Regions from separate parts of the Mus musculus genome. Here all the other regions are linked to region 3. A link is a contact called in public Hi-C and promoter capture Hi-C data. All regions are on one chromosome and are shown on one strand. Each heading gives the region's core, a stretch centred on a gene start, on an enhancer-like site or on the middle of the called end of the contact. The rest is flanking DNA. Distances are from core to core; before and after follow the strand shown.

Evidence for each region. Promoter capture Hi-C pulls out the DNA fragments that hold promoters and counts their contacts. A called contact is a pair of places that touch in the nucleus more often than the background predicts.
Region 1: a promoter capture Hi-C map of cranial neural crest shows a contact between it and region 3. The contact joins the promoter of Haus5 here to the promoter of Pnkp in region 3. A contact is called at or near these places in 2 of 39 promoter capture datasets (cranial neural crest and maxillary cranial neural crest) and 1 of 9 other capture datasets (liver).
Region 2: a Hi-C map of neutrophils shows a contact between it and region 3, with 8 times the contacts expected there. The contact joins the promoter of Zfp36 here to the promoter of Pnkp in region 3. A contact is called at or near these places in 1 of 39 promoter capture datasets (cranial neural crest) and 1 of 484 Hi-C or Micro-C datasets (neutrophils).
Region 4: a promoter capture Hi-C map of maxillary cranial neural crest shows a contact between it and region 3. The contact joins the promoter of Rps16 here to the promoter of Pnkp in region 3. A contact is called at or near these places in 2 of 39 promoter capture datasets (cranial neural crest and maxillary cranial neural crest).

The regions. Positions count from the first base shown.
Region 1 is chr7:30,662,414-30,666,634 of GRCm38.p6, forward strand. Haus5 (HAUS augmin-like complex, subunit 5) reads right to left here and starts at 2,581. Exons shown (of 19, transcript NM_027999.1): 1 at 2,418-2,581; 2 at 810-872; 3 at 682-714; 4 at 523-547. The coding sequence starts at 2,515.
Region 2 is chr7:28,376,978-28,381,190 of GRCm38.p6, forward strand. It overlaps Zfp36 (zinc finger protein 36), which reads right to left and starts at 2,251. Exons shown (of 2, transcript NM_011756.4): 1 at 2,197-2,251; 2 at 1-1,516. The coding sequence starts at 2,220. The coding sequence ends at 581.
Region 3 is chr7:44,855,778-44,859,704 of GRCm38.p6, forward strand. Pnkp (polynucleotide kinase 3'- phosphatase) reads left to right here and starts at 1,369. Exons shown (of 16, transcript NM_021549.3): 1 at 1,369-1,777; 2 at 2,386-2,432; 3 at 2,676-2,972. The coding sequence starts at 1,627.
Region 4 is chr7:28,348,165-28,352,219 of GRCm38.p6, forward strand. It overlaps Rps16 (ribosomal protein S16), which reads left to right and starts at 2,525. Exons shown (of 5, transcript NM_013647.2): 1 at 2,525-2,687; 2 at 2,828-2,929; 3 at 4,013-4,055. The coding sequence starts at 2,640. It overlaps AF357399 (snoRNA AF357399), which reads left to right and starts at 3,376; the gene lies at 3,376-3,469.

The sequences.
Region 1 (4,221 bases), core at 1,331-3,830, about 14 Mb before region 3:
CAGTGGAGGCCAGAAGGTGTTAGATCTCCTAGAACTGAAATCACAGTCTGCTGTTAGACATCTGCTCTGGATGCTGGGATAAGTCCTCTTCAAGAGCAGCGAATGCTCTTAATTGTAGGTCCCCCTCCTAGTCTTGACCTCTTCCTTGAATTCCTTAGCAGCTCTGACAAACTCATCCTTCTCCTTTTAGCAGTTTTGTTTACTGTGTCTACTTTTGACCATGTCTCACTATGTAGCCCAGGCTGGCCTTACACTCATGTTGACCCTTCTGCTTCATCCTGAGTGCTGAGACTATAGGACTCAAGACCTTCCTCTCTCCAACACCAATGCCCCATGTCCATACACCACTGCTCCCCATCTCGTGCCTGGCTCACCCTGGATCGCAATCCCTGGGAGCGCAAAGATCTGGGTTGTTTTGTAACATGGTGTTCCTGACAGACCCATCACCTCCAGGGCCTAGAGCAGAATATTTGCAAGCTGACTATTGGTTGAGGGAGAATATTAACCACACAGGCTTCTTACCTTTGGATTGTCCTGATAGGCATGCCTAGAGAAAAGAGAATAGAGTTAGGAGATGGCTGGGGCTTCCAGGGGAGAAGGCAGGAAGTAGAGGCCTTGGTTATGGACAAGGCTAGACAAAACTGGTGAAGATAGGAATCAATGAATTTAAGAAGCAGTTACCAGAGGAGGTTTCCCTGGATCTTCTTGATATTCCTGCATTGGAGAGATGAAGGGAGAGGAGTTGCTGTGGGCCTTCCCTGTGCCTTTCCCACTCTCTGACCCCCTCCCCTGCACTAGGTTTGGCTTACCTCTGACTACGCACATGCTGCACAATGTAGGCCCAGATGTCAGCGCCCTGACTCAGACACAGCCTGAAGGGATACAGCATAGAGTATGACTGGAGCATTGCCCAGGAGGAGAGGAGGACCCTCCACTGTCTCCACAGTTATGGTGGTGGAAAGTTCCAAGATTTCTCACTTCGGTGGGTGGGCCTGGGGGTTGTCACTGAGAGGGTGGCCTTCTCCCTAAGTCTGAGGGTATTCTTATTCCATGACAGGTTCTATTTCTTCTAGGAGAGGTTTAGTTGTAGTCACTTTCAGAGGTGGGTGTAAGAGGTTTCCACCCCAGGAAATGGTCTTTCATAACAGGGTCATATGCTACTGGTTTCTGCAGATTTGATCCCCAATAGAACAGCCACTGCCAACTGCCTAGTGTCACCTTTGATTAGGGTAAGAGTGGGTAGGTGAGGTGCTGTAGGAACCCCCTTATTCTGCAGATCTGTCTCATTCTCGATGAGGGATAAAGAAATAATAGTTTTGTTTTGTTTTTTTGGTTTTTTGAGACAGGGTTTCTCTGTATAGCCCTGGCTGTCCTGGAACTCACTTTGTAGACCAGGCTGGCCTCGAACTCAGAAATCCGCCTGCCTCTGCCTCCCGAGTGCTGGGAAGAAATATAGTTTTTAGCTTAATATTTTGTTTTGTTTTGTTTTTGTCTTTTCAAGACAGGGTTTCTCTGTGTAGCCGAACTCAGAAATTCACCTGCCTCTGCCTATCAAGTGCTAGGATTAAAGGGGTGCGTCACCACGCCCGGCTTAGTTTTTAGCTTAATTAATGTATACCAAAGTTATTTGCAGAGCTTGCTTCCCCTATCTCTGTCTCCTGCTGCAAGCTGTCTGCAGCAGCCACTCTCTATCTTCAGCTGTCTCCTGCTGCTTAAAGAATCTTCCCTTTCTCCAGGCAGTGGTGGCGCATGTCTTTAATCCCAGCACTTGGGAGGCAGAAGCAGGTGGATTTCTGAGTTCTAGGCCAGCCTGATCTACAGAGTGAGTTCCAGGACAGCCAGGGATACACAGAGAAACCCTGTCTTGAGAAACTCAAAAAAAAAAAAAAAAAAAAAAAAAAAAAAGAAAGAAAGAAAGATTCTTCTCTTTCCCTGCCAGTGTAAACAAATTCAAGACCACCCGGCCCCTTCCCTATCTGCAGGGACAGACTAGTGGTCATAAAGACCACAGCTGCCAGAAATGACCATCCTTGAGAAAACCTCCCTAGCCCTCCTCAGCCTGAATTCTGAGGAAAACTACAAGCTGCTTTGACCTTGCTGATTGCTGACAAAGTTTTCTGCCAAATTAAAATTATACTGTTGCTTTATTAGCCAATAATAAAATAGCTGTGTGAGCCCTTTCACAAAAAGTATAAATTAGCTGTATTTAGACAATCGGGGTTGACTCTCCCTGCGAGGCTGAGCAACCTCATGTGCGTCGGATTAAAAACCTCTTGTTATTACAGCGTCTATGATCAAGCTGTGTTTCTGGGGGTCGCGTTCTCTACACCTGGGCCCCGGGGGTCTAACAGGGCGGTGATCTTACTCCTCGAGGCTAATTCCAGGATGGGGAGACCTTACTCCAGAAGCAGCCTCACCTACGCAGCGTCGACTCCCGGGGGCGAGCTGCTAGGGGCACCTCCATCTCTTCAGCAGCCCAGCGACTCAGTTCCCGCTCTTTCTGCGTTAGTTCCATGGCTGTCACAGAGCTCAGCTGCAGTCGCAGCTTCCCGCACTCTCTTTAAGTATGGCGCCCATCTATGACGTCAGGAGCGCGACGCTGAGATGTCACCGGTTGCCAAGCAGACAGCAGGTCCCGGCTGACGGGTCTCTCTGTACCGGGCCGCTACCCGTAGCGGCTCTTGGCGCTCTAGTGTATGTAGGTTAGTAAATGAAAATGAAAAGGATGGGGTGAAATTCAGACACCCGCTTATCCACCTTTGTTCTTTCACTCACTGTAAGAGGCAGAAGGTTCTAAAAGCTTCACTCTACCTGGGGAAAAAAAGGGGGCGGCGGGTGGGAACGTGCAAGAAATTTCCTTTTCCCAAACTCGGGCTTTTAGACAAAACCCATCATTCTCTCAGGGACTTAAGAAAATCGTTTTTACTTGCTAAAAGTGGTCATTCTCCTCGTCTTTGGCAGAAGGGACATAGAACTCTTCCATTAATCTATGCCTTTGGTGGCGTCTATTGGCATATCGAGGTCTATGCTAGCTTCTAGGTTCCTTCAGGCCCTTCTCACAACAACCTCTTACAGAGTCATCCTGCCTGCCTGGCATACCCCGCCCCTACACCGAATCTCTCTAGCCCCCGAGCTTTGCCCACTTCAGATTCTCATAACTCAGCCATTTTGGCCACTCCCCTCTTTATTCCCAAGCACCCTCGGGGTCCTCTTGGAACCCTCTCTCCAAGTCTTCTCTTCTTAGCTCGCCCCCGCCCCACTCCCCACCTCTCCTCTCGTGGCCCCATCTATTTTGCTGGTTATATTCAGTCTGAACTCTTCCAGATGCCTCTGGCTGTACTCTTCTTCATGTCTACAGTAAAATCCTTCTCACCCATACTTAGGAGCATTCTTGTCCTGTTGTGGGTTGCCCTGGCGCCATTTGTATTTTGATGTTTATTCTGCTTCATCAAGAGGAGCTGTCCTCTACAATGAGCAGAGCGCATACTCAGGTGATCTCACTGGGCCTTCTTCCCAGTCTCAGAGAGGGAGGAGAGAGACATGGCCTGGAGAAGCCGCAAGTAGCAAGAAGTCTCATAGTTGGCAACTAGATTAGTACAGTGATAGATCTGCCCAATCTAGGCATATAGCTTATAACTATAACTGAGTTGTGTGTTTTTTATACGGGCTTATTGGGGTGAGAAATTACCGCAACATTGTCCTGATTTTCATTCAATGAGAAACAAATGAGAGACAATGGACTTAATGCTCATTTTATTAATTTTTAATTTAGCTAACTTTTCTATATATTTTAAGATATGTTAGATCTTATTTTGTGAGTATATGTTTTTTTGCCTGCATGCAGTACGGTAATTCCCCAAATTAATCTGCAAGCTCCACCTGCTCAGGAACCAGATAACTTCCTGGAATGCAGGAATTTAATTTTTAAAAAAGATTTATTTATTATTATATGTAAGTACACTGTAGCTGTCTTCAGACACACCAGAAGAGGGCATCGGATCCAATTACAGATGGTTGTGAGCCACCATGTGGTTGCTGGGAATTGAAGTCAGGACCTTTCAGAAGAGCAGTCAGTGCTCTTAACCACTGAGCCATCTCTCTAGCCCCCGTCTTATCTTAAAAATCCAGGTTTATAGAATTTTACTAAGATAAAAACTGCACCTCCATGCACGTATGTACAGCAATGTACCTTTCAGACAGCCACACTCGTAACATAAAAAC
Region 2 (4,213 bases), core at 1,001-3,500, about 16 Mb before region 3:
TAAATAAAGGGCCCACTGGTTGGGGGAGAAGGGATTTGGCAATGGCTTTGGCTATTTGCTTTAGGAGGGAAATTTGAGCACCAGGATTCTCAGGAGAGGCTTCGACCACCGGACACTGAACTTCAGGGTCTAGTAAAAATTAGGATAGTATTGTGGGAGCCGGCTCTTCACAGCACTTAAGATTCCAGGAGACCAGAGTTGCAGAGGGGCTGGTGCATACCTGTAACCCCAGAACTTGGAAAAGGCTAAGGCAGGATTATATTGAGTTCAAAGCCAGCCTGGGGTACCATAATAAGCTCCTATCTCAAAAACAACAGAAGACTTGGGGCCTGGAAGACCAACTGTCAACTGTCTCCCTCAAACATCTTAGGTACCCTAGGAACGGATCCACCCAAACACTGAATTTGCAAACTAGGGACCTGCCCCAGCCCAGCACCAGGGAAATGGGTTATTGCATCTTGGAATGTCCAGAAGATGGGACTTATTAACTTAGAGGAGTGCCCCAGGTCCCCACAGCAATGAGCAGTCCCTGCCCTCTCTTTGAGATCTAGCTGATCCATACTGGGTAGGTAGGCACTTGTCACTCAGAGACAGAGATACGATTGAAGATGGGGAGACGCCTTGGGGGTGCAGGGGTCTGGGGAGGCCCAAACACCCCTGCCTCAAAGACAGGTGAGTCTGACCCCCCCAGGCTGCTGCCGCTGCTGGCGTAGTCATCAGGATCGGATCCCAGAGAGTGGGCAGATGGGCTCCGAGCCAGGCCACCCAAGGGCCCCCAGATGGTGCTGGGGGTAGTAGACCTTCGGCAGGAGGGGCAACAGGCCTGGTTAGGGTCTCTTCGAGTCACAGGGGTCCCAGGGGCAGCAGAGAAGGCAGAAGGGGAAAGTGGAAGATCCCCAGGGGGCGGTGGGGAGCTGGAAGGCGAAAAGGAACAAGAGGACAGGGAAGGGCCAGAAAAGCCTGGAGGTGGCGGCGAGCTTCTGCGGCCTGAGGGCAAGCCGGAGAAGCTGATGCTTTGTCGCAGCACATGGGGCTGGCCAGGGAGAGCTAGGTCCTCGGTGGGGTTGTGGATGAAGTGGCATCGAGAGCCATAGGGGCAGCGGCCCTGGAGGTAGAACTTGTGGCAGAGTTCCGTTTTGTACTTGGGGTGGCGATTGGCTTGGCGAAGTTCACCCAGGCCGTGAGCAAACTGGCACTTGGCCCCGTAGCGACAACGCCCGCTTTCTGAGTAGGTCCGACAGAGCTCGGTCTTGTATCGAGAGGAGGTGGTGGGAGTTGCAGTAGGCGAAGTAGGTGAGGGTGACAGCTCAGGGCCTGGGCGGGGAGCCAAAGGTGCAAAACCAGGGGGTGGGGGTACCCAGCCACAGCTTCGGCCCTCCACCAGGCTAGTGGAGCGGCCAGTCAGGCGAGAGGTGACCCCAGACGGGATGGAGTCCGAGTTTATGTTCCAAAGTCCTCCGAGGGATTCGGTTCCTCCGTGGTCGGATGACAGGTCATGGCTCATCGACTGGAGGCTCTGAGAGGAACAGGGTTCGGTTAGGCCACCAGAAAAGGTAAGGTGACGTCGCCCCGCCCCTGTTGTAAAGCACTTCACGAGCTTGCCAGTCCGGTTTGTGGGTTCTCGGCCTGAGCCCCACCCGGCTCACACAAACTCCAGGGAGAACCTGACTACAGAGATTTGAGTGTTTCCACATGACTGAAGGTAATCCAGAAGGATCTAGGAAGCCCAGTATCCCCGATCGAGAGAGGGTTCCCCCCCAAATCAAAGCACACTGCTGCTCGCCAACTTTGGGCCTCTAGGACTCCCCCCCCCCCCATATGACCGCCCACCGGGCGCTCGTTTCACAACTTGAAGGAGCCGGCCAAAGCTGACCCAGGAGGCCAGATCTCTCTAGAACTCTTACCCTGTCAACTCCCCCCCTACCTCAACCTTAGCACCTGCTTGGCCACCAAACCGCGCCATGGGCAGCGAAGGGCACTAGACAGGTGTGATGCCGCTTCCGCCCTACGCGAGTGACAGCAGTGTGCCAGCTTTTCGTCCCAAGGGGATCGCCGGTATCTGGACCGAGGCGCTAGGCTCGCTGGCTCCCTCTCTCATTTCCAGCCAGCCAGGGCTAGTCTGAGAAGGTACGGAGGCGTCCCGGGCCTAAGTTTGGTGCGTCGGGGATCCCGGGATGCTGTCTAACAGGTACTCACCTCGTAGATGGCAGAGAGATCCATGGTGGCGCGAATGGCCTTGGTGAAGAGACCGACTGTCGGTTCGCAGAAGTCAGGCTGTGGCCCGCAGCAGGAGCTTTCTCCTTTTATGGGGCGGCCTGGGGGCGTGGCCACTAGAGCTTCCGGGACGCGCCCCCGCGGCGTAGCTCGGCCGGCCTGGTACTAGGCCCCTTCCGCCTATCTGCTGGTTAGCATGCAAAATGTGCCTGAACTTGGCCCTCCCGCAGCTCCGGCCCCTCTCGGGGGGTAGTAGGGAGGGTTGTGTACGACCAACTGGAGGTGATGGTAGCGGGGCGTCCTAGTGTTTTTCAGAGGTGGAAGGCAGTCGGGAAGAGAACTGGGGCAGAAGTGGGGGCAGGGCTCTAGGGACAATTGACAAGGGCAGAGACTGAGGGCGTGTGCGTGTGAGACAGACGGGGGCGGGGAGAGACAAGTTGGAAGAGACAGAGATGGCCAGAAGCCGAGAGAAAAACAAAGAGACAGTGAGAGACATTCACAAGTAGGATCTGCTGGTTTAGGACTGTGATTCCGGCCCCTCAGGGAGGCTGAGGCAGGAGACTGGTAGTTCAAGGCCTGGCTCCACTATACAGTGGGTTCTAGGGCAGCTTGAGTAACTTGGTGAGACCCTTTTCTTAGGAAGTAAAAAGATGCCAGATCACTGATGGCCCAAACTTTTAATTTCAGCACTTGGAAGGCAGAAGCAGACGGATTTCTATGAGTTCGAGGCTAGCCTGGTCTACAGAGTGAGTTCCAGAACAGCCAGGACTACACACAGAAACCCTGTCTTTTTTGTTTGTTTGTTGTTTTTGTTTTTCGAGACAGGGTTTCTCTGTATAGCTCTGGCTGTCCTGGAACTCACTTTGTAGACCAGGCTGGCCTTGAACTCAGAAATCCGCCTGCCTCTGCCTCCGGAGTGCTGGGATCAAAGGCGTGTGTCACCATGCTCGGCTGAGAAACCCTGTCTTGAAAAACAAAACAAAAGACAAGACAGTGGCATATGGTTGTAATCTTGGCATTTGGAGGTGGAGGAAGGGGGATCAGGCGTTCAATGTCAGACTAAGCTATTGATTGAGTTCCAGGTCCTACTTTTAAAAAAAAAAAAAAAAAAAAAGAGAAACCACGAAGGTAAGGAGGAAGTAAAACGAAGTCTCAGCGACTTGGTATGTACTCCTTAGAGCCAACCCTATTATAGAAAGAAAAAAAGATGACATTTACAAAGTGGGGAGACAGTAAGACAGGGAGAGGGGACTGGGAAACAAATCTAGGCGAGGAAGTGGGTTACAGAAAGATAGAAAGGCGAAATAAAAACTTAAACCTGAAGGCACAGAACCTGTAAGACAGTTGGTCCAGGTAGGGACCGCTCTGAGCTGTAGCTCAGCAGTGCCCTTCCAACCCCCTAGTCTAGCATGGCTGGATAGCACATTTACCCAAGCTGCAGTTTAAATTAAGAGGTTTTGCTTCCGAAAACTCAAGGTTGGAACAGCTTACGTCTTTTATTAGGGAGGAAGCTCTGCTCTATTGAAAGAATGGGCCACCTTCAACGTTGAATGGGTTTCTAGTAATGCAAGCAGTCTTAACTCAACTCTCTGGAGATCTGTAAGGTTTTTGCTTTTCAGTCGGTCTCCTTAGCCGGCTTGGAACTTGCGATCCTCCAGTCTCCACCACCCAAGTAGTGTTAGGATTACAGGCATGGCCGCCACACCCAAGTCAAAAGTGTTATTTCAAGGATATCTCCAGTGAAAAAGAGTTCTTGTGTATGGGGGTTATCATTGCCAGGAGTGTAATTACCATGCTGGGAAGTTCTCACACGGTGCGTTGCGTATCGAGGTAGGGAGATTCTGCCAGGCTACTTACTGGCTTGCCTCATAGGAGAGGGGGTTGGGGGGAATCCCTGGTGCAGCGCTTTCTGGGGCCAAGGGGCCTTCCTGGGCTGGTCCCGTGAGCAGGGCGGGCCATAGGCTGCTGTGGCACGGTTGCGGCCTCCCGCTCGCCCGTG
Region 3 (3,927 bases), core at 119-2,618:
GCAAAGGGACCGGCATCATAGAAGCAAAGGAAGAGTGTATAGTGATGCTATGCGCTTCAAATGCTAAGGACAAGCTGGTTTGTTTCCGCTGCTACGCAGAGGAATGATGAAGGCGCACATCTGTCATTCCATCAGCAGGGAGATGGGTTTAAGGAGGCACAGGTGTTCACGTCAGTCTAGACTTTTTGAGACCATGCCTCAAAGAACAAAAAAAACCGTGAGCAGTGGCGCACACCTCTAATTCTAGCACTTGGGAGACAGGAGCAGGTGAATCCCCTGGTATCAAAAAGTAAAACAACCCATCAATGGCCAAGTGTGATGGCATTTTCTTCCTTCCTCTCCCCCCCCCCAGCTTTTAGAGCGTGTTTTTCAAGATAGGGTTTCTCTGTGTAGCCCTGGTTGTCCTGGAGCCCTTCTGAAGACCAAGCTGTCACTAAACTGAGATCTGCCTGCCTCTGCCTCCACTTCCCCAGTTTTAGAATGAAAGACGTGCGCTGCCAACCTGTCTGTAGAGCTCTATTTTAATACTAATATTTGGAAGACAGACAGATCCCGAAATTTGAGCCCAGTTTGGGTGTATGGTGGATTAACATACACGCCAAAAAAAAAAAAAAAAAAAAAACTTGTCTGGGCTGAAAGATAACTGCAGCCGGACTTTTTGATTTCGCTCATAGAAGGGGAGGCAAGGTCATGGGACCCTGACCTTAGTACCCAGCTGTTCCTCACAAGCAACTATATGCAATTTTGCCCTAGTTGCCTGTGGTTTGGGGAGGGGCTAGAGGATACTGGTGAGGGGGAAGGGAAGGGAAGGGCTCTGTCTGTGCAGTATGAAATGAGGCTTCATTTCTGCTAGATGAAAACTGCCCCGTGTGTTTTTTTGCAGGTAGCAACACAACCACCACCACCTATGCTCTGCAAGCCCAATATAGTCGGCTTCCCCAGAATGCTCTGTGGTGGAATCATATTTCAGGTTATATATACTTCAGGCCTTTGGAGAAGGGTAGGCATTTTTTAGGTCTTCCCCAGGAGAGCAACTTCCTCTTTATTTTATTTTTGCGGTGGGGGCAGAATCTTACTATGTAGACCAGGCTGGGCTCTGCCTGCCTCTGCCTCCCAAGTACTAGGATTAATATTAAACTCATGTGCCACCATGCCTAGGAAAGAATTTTAACAAGGCTACATCCTGAGAACCTGTCTCACTAAAACATACATACATACATACATACATACATACATACATACAAGAAAATCAAAACAAAAACAAGTAACTCTAGCGTAGGGATCAAGTGACTATGGATGCGAGTGACCCCTATCCGCTCTGGCTCAGAGCGCCTCAAGCGAGTCAGGACTGCGCATGCGCCGTGGGAGGAGCCAAATTTTCGAACAGTCTTTCCCATAGCATAGATGAGCTTTGGAATGAATTCAGAAGTGACTCTACCTATATGCAATCCTCACTGCGCATTGGAACCGTTGTGGTAGCTTGGGAAACGTCGAACCCGCCCATGGGCAAGGGGCGGAATTTCCGGTGTGGCTCGCATTGGGAAAGCAGAACTTCCGGTGGCGGGTGGGTTGCCGGCTGCTGAGCAAGCTCCACTGTGATTCTGTTCCCCTTCACAGCATCCGAGGATGTCACAGCTTGGATCCCGGGGCCGCCTGTGGCTGCAGAGCCCCACCGGTGGGCCGCCCCCTATATTCCTGCCGTCGGATGGCCAAGCCCTGGTCCTCGGTCGGGGACCCCTGACCCAAGTGACGGACCGGAAGTGCTCCCGAAACCAAGGTGGGCACGGGAATGGAACTGCTGCAGAGTGGGATTGGAAGGAAGCAGGGGAGCCTATGCCTAGCCAGAAGCAAGACGAGGCATTATGGGAGGGACAGAGAGGATCTGGGAGATTGTCACCGGAGGGGAGAAGGACAACAGAGAGACGGTCGCTGGGCAGGCTACATCAGGCGGTGATGCATCAAGCCATGCCCAAGACCTCGGTCTACCCCATGTATCTCATGGGACAAAGCAGACCCTACAGATAAAAAAAATACCTGTTCTGGACAAGTCCGTGTCTCTAGCAATCCTAGGGACTCCGAAGTACCTGTTATTATTGAGGAATAAACTGGCTCGGGGGGGGGGGGGGGGGGCAGACACCCCTGTCATCCAGAGAATTGGGTGGTAGAGGCATGAGAATCAGTTCAAGCCCAGCCGCTAGTATGTAGCGAGTTCAAGGCTATCCTGGGCTACCTGTGTTGGGGGATTGAGGAAGGAAGGGAGAAAGTGCCTCTCTTACTTAAGTCCTAGGGAGAAAGTGCCTCTCTTACTTAAGTCCTAGTAGTAGACTGTAGTTGGCCACGCCCCTGTACGTGATGTAAACCCTGACTCCACCCCCTTACCCTCAGTGGAGCTGATTGCAGACCCTGAAAGCCGGACAGTGGCAGTGAAACAGGTACCAGTGTCTTGGCAGCGGGTAGCAAGGACTTGGGAGAGGGGCCGGGTAGATGACAACCCTTCAGAAGGCTGGTCAGCTTTCCGCTTTAACACCGTGCCAGACTAGAAGCCACTAACCTTTCAAAGTTCTGACTGGCCACACGAAGTGAATAGGTGGGAAGATTAAAAATTGATTGGGAGCTAAGGTATTGGATTTGGTGGGGCGGGGTGGTGCCAACCCTAGCTCCTCCTTTGTCTGCAGCTGGGTGTTAACCCGTCAACTGTTGGGGTCCAGGAGTTGAAGCCAGGACTGTCTGGCTCTCTAAGCTTGGGGGATGTCCTTTATCTGGTTAATGGCCTATATCCCCTGACCCTGCGTTGGGAAGAGCTCAGCACATCAGGATCCCAGCCAGATGCTCCACCAGACACTCCTGGGGATCCGGAGGAGGGAGAGGATACTGAGCCTCAGAAAAAGCGAGTTCGGAAATCCTCTCTTGGCTGGGAGAGCTTAAAGAAGTTACTGGTGTTCACAGCGTCTGGGGTGAAGCCCCAGGGCAAGGTGAGGCCGCCACCCCTGCTGCCACCCAGGCTAGCCAGTTAATGTAAAGTTTCCTGTGCAGCCCTGAGCTAGTCTTATCAAAGTTCCTGAGCCTCAACTGTTCTGTGCAGAGAAGACTGAGACCCCAGTGGTGCCGCCACCACTGAGGTACAGGGTACAGGTCAGGCCCTGTAATCAGTGGTGACCTTTCTTGGATCACTCTGAAATGAGGCCACAGAAAATTCACGGCCTAGTTTCCTGTGGCCACTCAGCCAACAGTGAGGTTTGTTTTTTTAAGAATTGATATGACCTGGCACTCGGGAGGCAGAGGCAGGCGGATTTCTGAGTTCGAGGCCAGCCTGGTCTACAAAGTGAGTTCCAGGACAGCCAGGGCTATAAAGAGAAACCCTGTCTCGAAAAAAAAAACAACAACAACAAAAATCAAAAAAAAAAAAAAAAAAGAATTGATATGAGCCTGCATGATTTTCTGTGTACTGTATGCAGGTGGCTGCAGAGGCCACAGAGCATTGGGTGCCCTGGAGCTGTAGTTACAGGCAGTTATGGGCCATCTGACATTTGTGTGCTCCTAACCACTGAGTCTAACCACTGAGCCATCTCTCCAACTCTTCCAACAAAGCCCTTTGCTCCTTCTGGGCTGTTAGTTCTCCAAGGAGATGCTCAGAGAAAAAGGATTTGTGAGACACTGGTTCCTACTAAAAAAAAAAAAACAAACAAACTGGAAGTGGAGGGCAGAGGACACAGAAGGATAATACTGGTATTTAAAGGCTGGTGTCTCCAGGTACACGCCTTCAGTCCCTATACCTGGGAGGCAGAGGGAGGCAGATCTCTGTGAGTTCAAAGCCAGTCTGGTCTGTAGAGTGAGTTCCAAGACAGCCAAGGCTACACAGAGAAACCCTTGACTTGAAAAGGAAGACAGTAAGCCTGTAAGGAAGGTCAGAGGTGACAGTATTGTTGT
Region 4 (4,055 bases), core at 1,275-3,774, about 17 Mb before region 3:
CACACACACACACACAGGAGAGGGGAAGGAGGGGAGAGGAGGGGAAGAGAGTGAGAGAGGGAGCATAAATCTTTTTGTTTGTTTTTTGAGACAGGGTTTCTCTGTGAGGCCCTGGCTATCCTCAAACTCAGAACTCCGCATGCCTCTGCCTCCCAAGTGCTGGGATTAAAGGCGTGCACTACCATGGCCTGGCTAGTAAAAGAAATCTTAAAACACACTCAAATGCCGGGCATGGTGGCCCAGCACTCTGGAGGCAGAGGCAGGCAGATTTCTGAGTTTGAGGCCAGCCTGGTCTACAAAGTGAGTTCCAGGACAGCCAGGACTATACAGAGAAACCCTGTCTCGAAAAACAAAAAACAAACAAACAAAAGGAAAAAGATGCGCCCTTTCCTTAAGACACTTAAAACTGGATGCAGAAGTACATACACATCTGTAGTCCCCGTACTGGGGAGGTGGAGGCAGGAGGATCAGGGATTCAAAGTCAGCTTCTCCTTAGCTATATTGTGACTTCCAGCCAGACTGGACTCCAAAAGAAATTGAGAGATGGAGCAGGGGAGTAGGGGGTGGGCTGTAAGGGAGTGGGTGGACAGAAGGACCCACCAGGGCAGGACAAAGAATTTTACTGCCATCTGCTGGAAGTTGACAAATATGAATCTATGATGTCCAGGACAAATATTGTGCTGTGTAGCCATCATATGTCTGCCCACCTCGGAGTTAGCCAGCCTAGAGAGAACACTCGCCAACGCACTCGGCACATTTAGAGTAGATCAGCACCTGGCGAAGAGCAAGCGCTGTTTAAGTGTGACTGTAATCAACATGATTATCACTTATGTGTCTGAAAGACGTTTATCTGCTGAAGATTGTGGTAGTGGGTCAGAAATCCAGAACATCAGCCCTACTGTTTCCTGTGAGCGTGTTCAAGCATGCATAACTGCTTGCACACAGAGCCCAGTGGTTTTCCCCTAACTTCCCAGCTCCAAGAAGGAGTTACCACTGCCAAGGCATGGTCACGCCAGTGTGGACAGTGCTATGCTTTGGTTTGGGCTGGCCTGGAGCACTGACCTTTAATCCAGAGATCCACTGTGTGTCTTCCATCTTATTACATTCAAGTGTGTGTCTGTGTATGCGCGTGCACATGTGGAGCTTGGAAGACAGCCTGCAGGAGTTTGTTCTCTCCTTCTACTCTGTGAGTCCCAGGAACCAAACTCGGGCCCTCAGGCTTGGGCATTTCGCTAGCTAGTTTCTTTTCTTTCTGAAGCAGGGTCACATGTAGCCCAGGCTGGCCAGATATTCATAATGAGGAGAGGATGGCGTCGGGATTCCTCCTGACCCTTCCTCCTCCTTCCAAGTGTTAGTGTTACAGGTGCACATGACCATACCTAGTCTTTTTGTTGACAACTCTGCCTTCCAAATGTCTCCACATCCCTTAATGTCCTCCACACCCTGTGCTGCAAGAGAAACTGAGGCAATCCTGAGAAGCTGTTGCCCAGTGACTTAGAACAATTCTGGGGTGGGTACTATGGAAAAGTTAAAAGCTGGTTTTCCTCAGGTTGGTAGGCTGGAGAATTCTGTGGAGTAAACACATAGAGCGGAGGGTTTAGAGGAGCATTACGGTCACTTGGAAGTTGGAAAGATGGTGGTTAAAAGCACTAACTGCTTTTCCTAGAGAGGACCTGAGTTTGGTTACAGGTACACAAGTTGGGTGTGGCTCAGACACCCTGTAACTACATTTCCAAGGAGATTGGAGGCCTCCCTCGGGAACCTGCCCTCGAAAAAAGTATTAAATCTTAAAACAAGGCTACTTGGAGGATTCTGGATAATGATCTAAGATAACTGCCCTGAAGACAGGTCCTGAGGGTAGTTCTCTAGGGGAGGGTCAAGCTGGGAGAACAATGTCCCTGGAGCAGTTGCTGGGGAGAGGAGCCACCAAAGAGGTAGTTAATTTTGGCAGCGAAAGCAGGCGAAGGCCCGAGTCTGTGAGGAAAAAAAACGTATATAAGGCACAACCAGAAGGCAAGAGAAGTTTATTTAGGAGAGCGCTGGAAAGGGCTTTTAAGGGGTCAGGTTTCCTGGGAAGAAGAGGAAGGCAATTCTGGTGAAAGGCTGATTCGCGACGGGGGATCGTAAGGGCTAGGAAAGAGGGTTCTGGAGGCAAGATTCTGAAAAGCCAGCTTGACTTAGCATAGTGGATGCGGGAAGACTCCGATGGGATGGGGATCCTGGGAAAGGGTGGGAGGAAGAGGGTGAGAATCGGCCTGGAGAAGCGCCGAAGGAGAGCATCGAAGAGCAGGAATGTCTATAAGAACTGGCCGAAAGTCAAGACCAAGGCTGCGGAAAAGCAATGGAAAAAGGAGGCCAGCCCCATCTTCCGAGTTCTGGACGGAGTCCCCACCCTCCGGGTCCCGCACAGCTCCGCCCCTTCCCCTCCGACACCGCCCCCTCCCTTGCCTGAAGGCGTTCCCGCCGCAATTCACACGTCCCCTCTCAGGCTTCGACGTCAGCCGTAAAGCCCGCTTCTGTCGTGACGTAGCACTCAATGCGCCTGCGCAGACCCTGAAAAATCGGCTGGGTTGGCCCCGCGCTTCCCTTTTCCGGTCGCGGCGCTGCGCGGTGTGGAGCTCGTGCTTGTGCTCGGAGCTATGCCGTCCAAGGGTCCGCTGCAGTCCGTGCAGGTCTTCGGACGCAAGGTGTGCCAGGGGCGGCATAGAAAGAGGTGGGGGTGGGGAGGGGGGTGAGAAGGCCCTGGCTGGGTGACATGATGAGCTGGGGCCCGCTGAGCCAGGGTCCCGCGCTCACACGGCCCCGCCGTCTCCCTCGCCCTTCACAGAAAACAGCCACGGCTGTGGCCCACTGCAAACGGGGAAATGGGCTCATCAAGGTGAACGGACGTCCCCTGGAGATGATCGAGCCGCGCACGCTGCAGTACAAGGTGTTGGGGTCGGGCATGGGCGTCCGGGTGGCGAGACGGAAGGGAAGGCCCCGGGATGATAGGGAGTTGAGGTGGGGGAAGGAGGATGGCTTACCTCGCGGTAGACCTTAACCTGGGCTCGGGAAAGATGAAGTCGGAGCTGGTAAAATACATGAAAACGTGGCCTATTCTATAACCTCGAAGCTCTCCAGATGCGAGGGGCCCGTGGCCAGGAGAATAGCACAGTGTATCCGACCTAATTGACGATTTCTGGTCTAGAAGTATGAGTTTACAGCTCATGTGTATACTCCTAGCTCCTTGGAGGATAGCATACTACGAGTTACGAATCCAAAGCGCCGCCGTTTAGGTCAGCATGGGGCTACAACGTGGAACCTTGAAAAATACAATAGGAGTCCTCTGAAGTCTAACATTGGTAGCACTTGTATGGGTTTTTGTTGAACTAGTGGGCAAAAACTGGAAAACAAGTGCAAGAACAAATCCTCTTTTGCAACCCAGAACTCATTGTTGTATGAGTTTTGGTACATGTAAGAAGGAATATCATACCTTGCAGACAATGCATTCTAATGGTAGTGTTGATGTTAATGCCACTAGACCCCCGTGCTTAGTCTAATCCAAGTCTGTCAGGTGACTAAAAAGGACAGTCTGTCAGTTTATTTGAACGATTGGTGTGTGTACCCTGTGTTGTGAATTGGGCCAACACCAGTGATGGAGGTGGCTCTAGGCCTGCCACTCGGGGAGCTTCTGGATAGACTGGTCCTAGGTATTGGACAAATTTGATCCAAAGAGAAGATGGAATGACCACTGTGAGAACAGTGGACCTGTCTGACCTTGCTTCCTGTTTGGGGAAGTTCATAGTTGCCTGTCACTCCATGATTCCAGCTCCTCGGTGTCTCAGGCCCTCTTCTGGTCTCTATGGGCACATATACATGGGACTCTGAGGGGCACAGGGATCCTAGGATAGGCTGCCTCCTTGATTCTGGTGATGGTGGGAACCACACAAAGGGAGATGATGAATGTCCATGGAGAGTGGTTAAGTCAGGGTATGACTTAACTCCCTAACCCCATATTTTCCCATTTCTCTAGTTACTGGAGCCTGTTTTGCTTCTGGGCAAGGAGCGATTTGCTG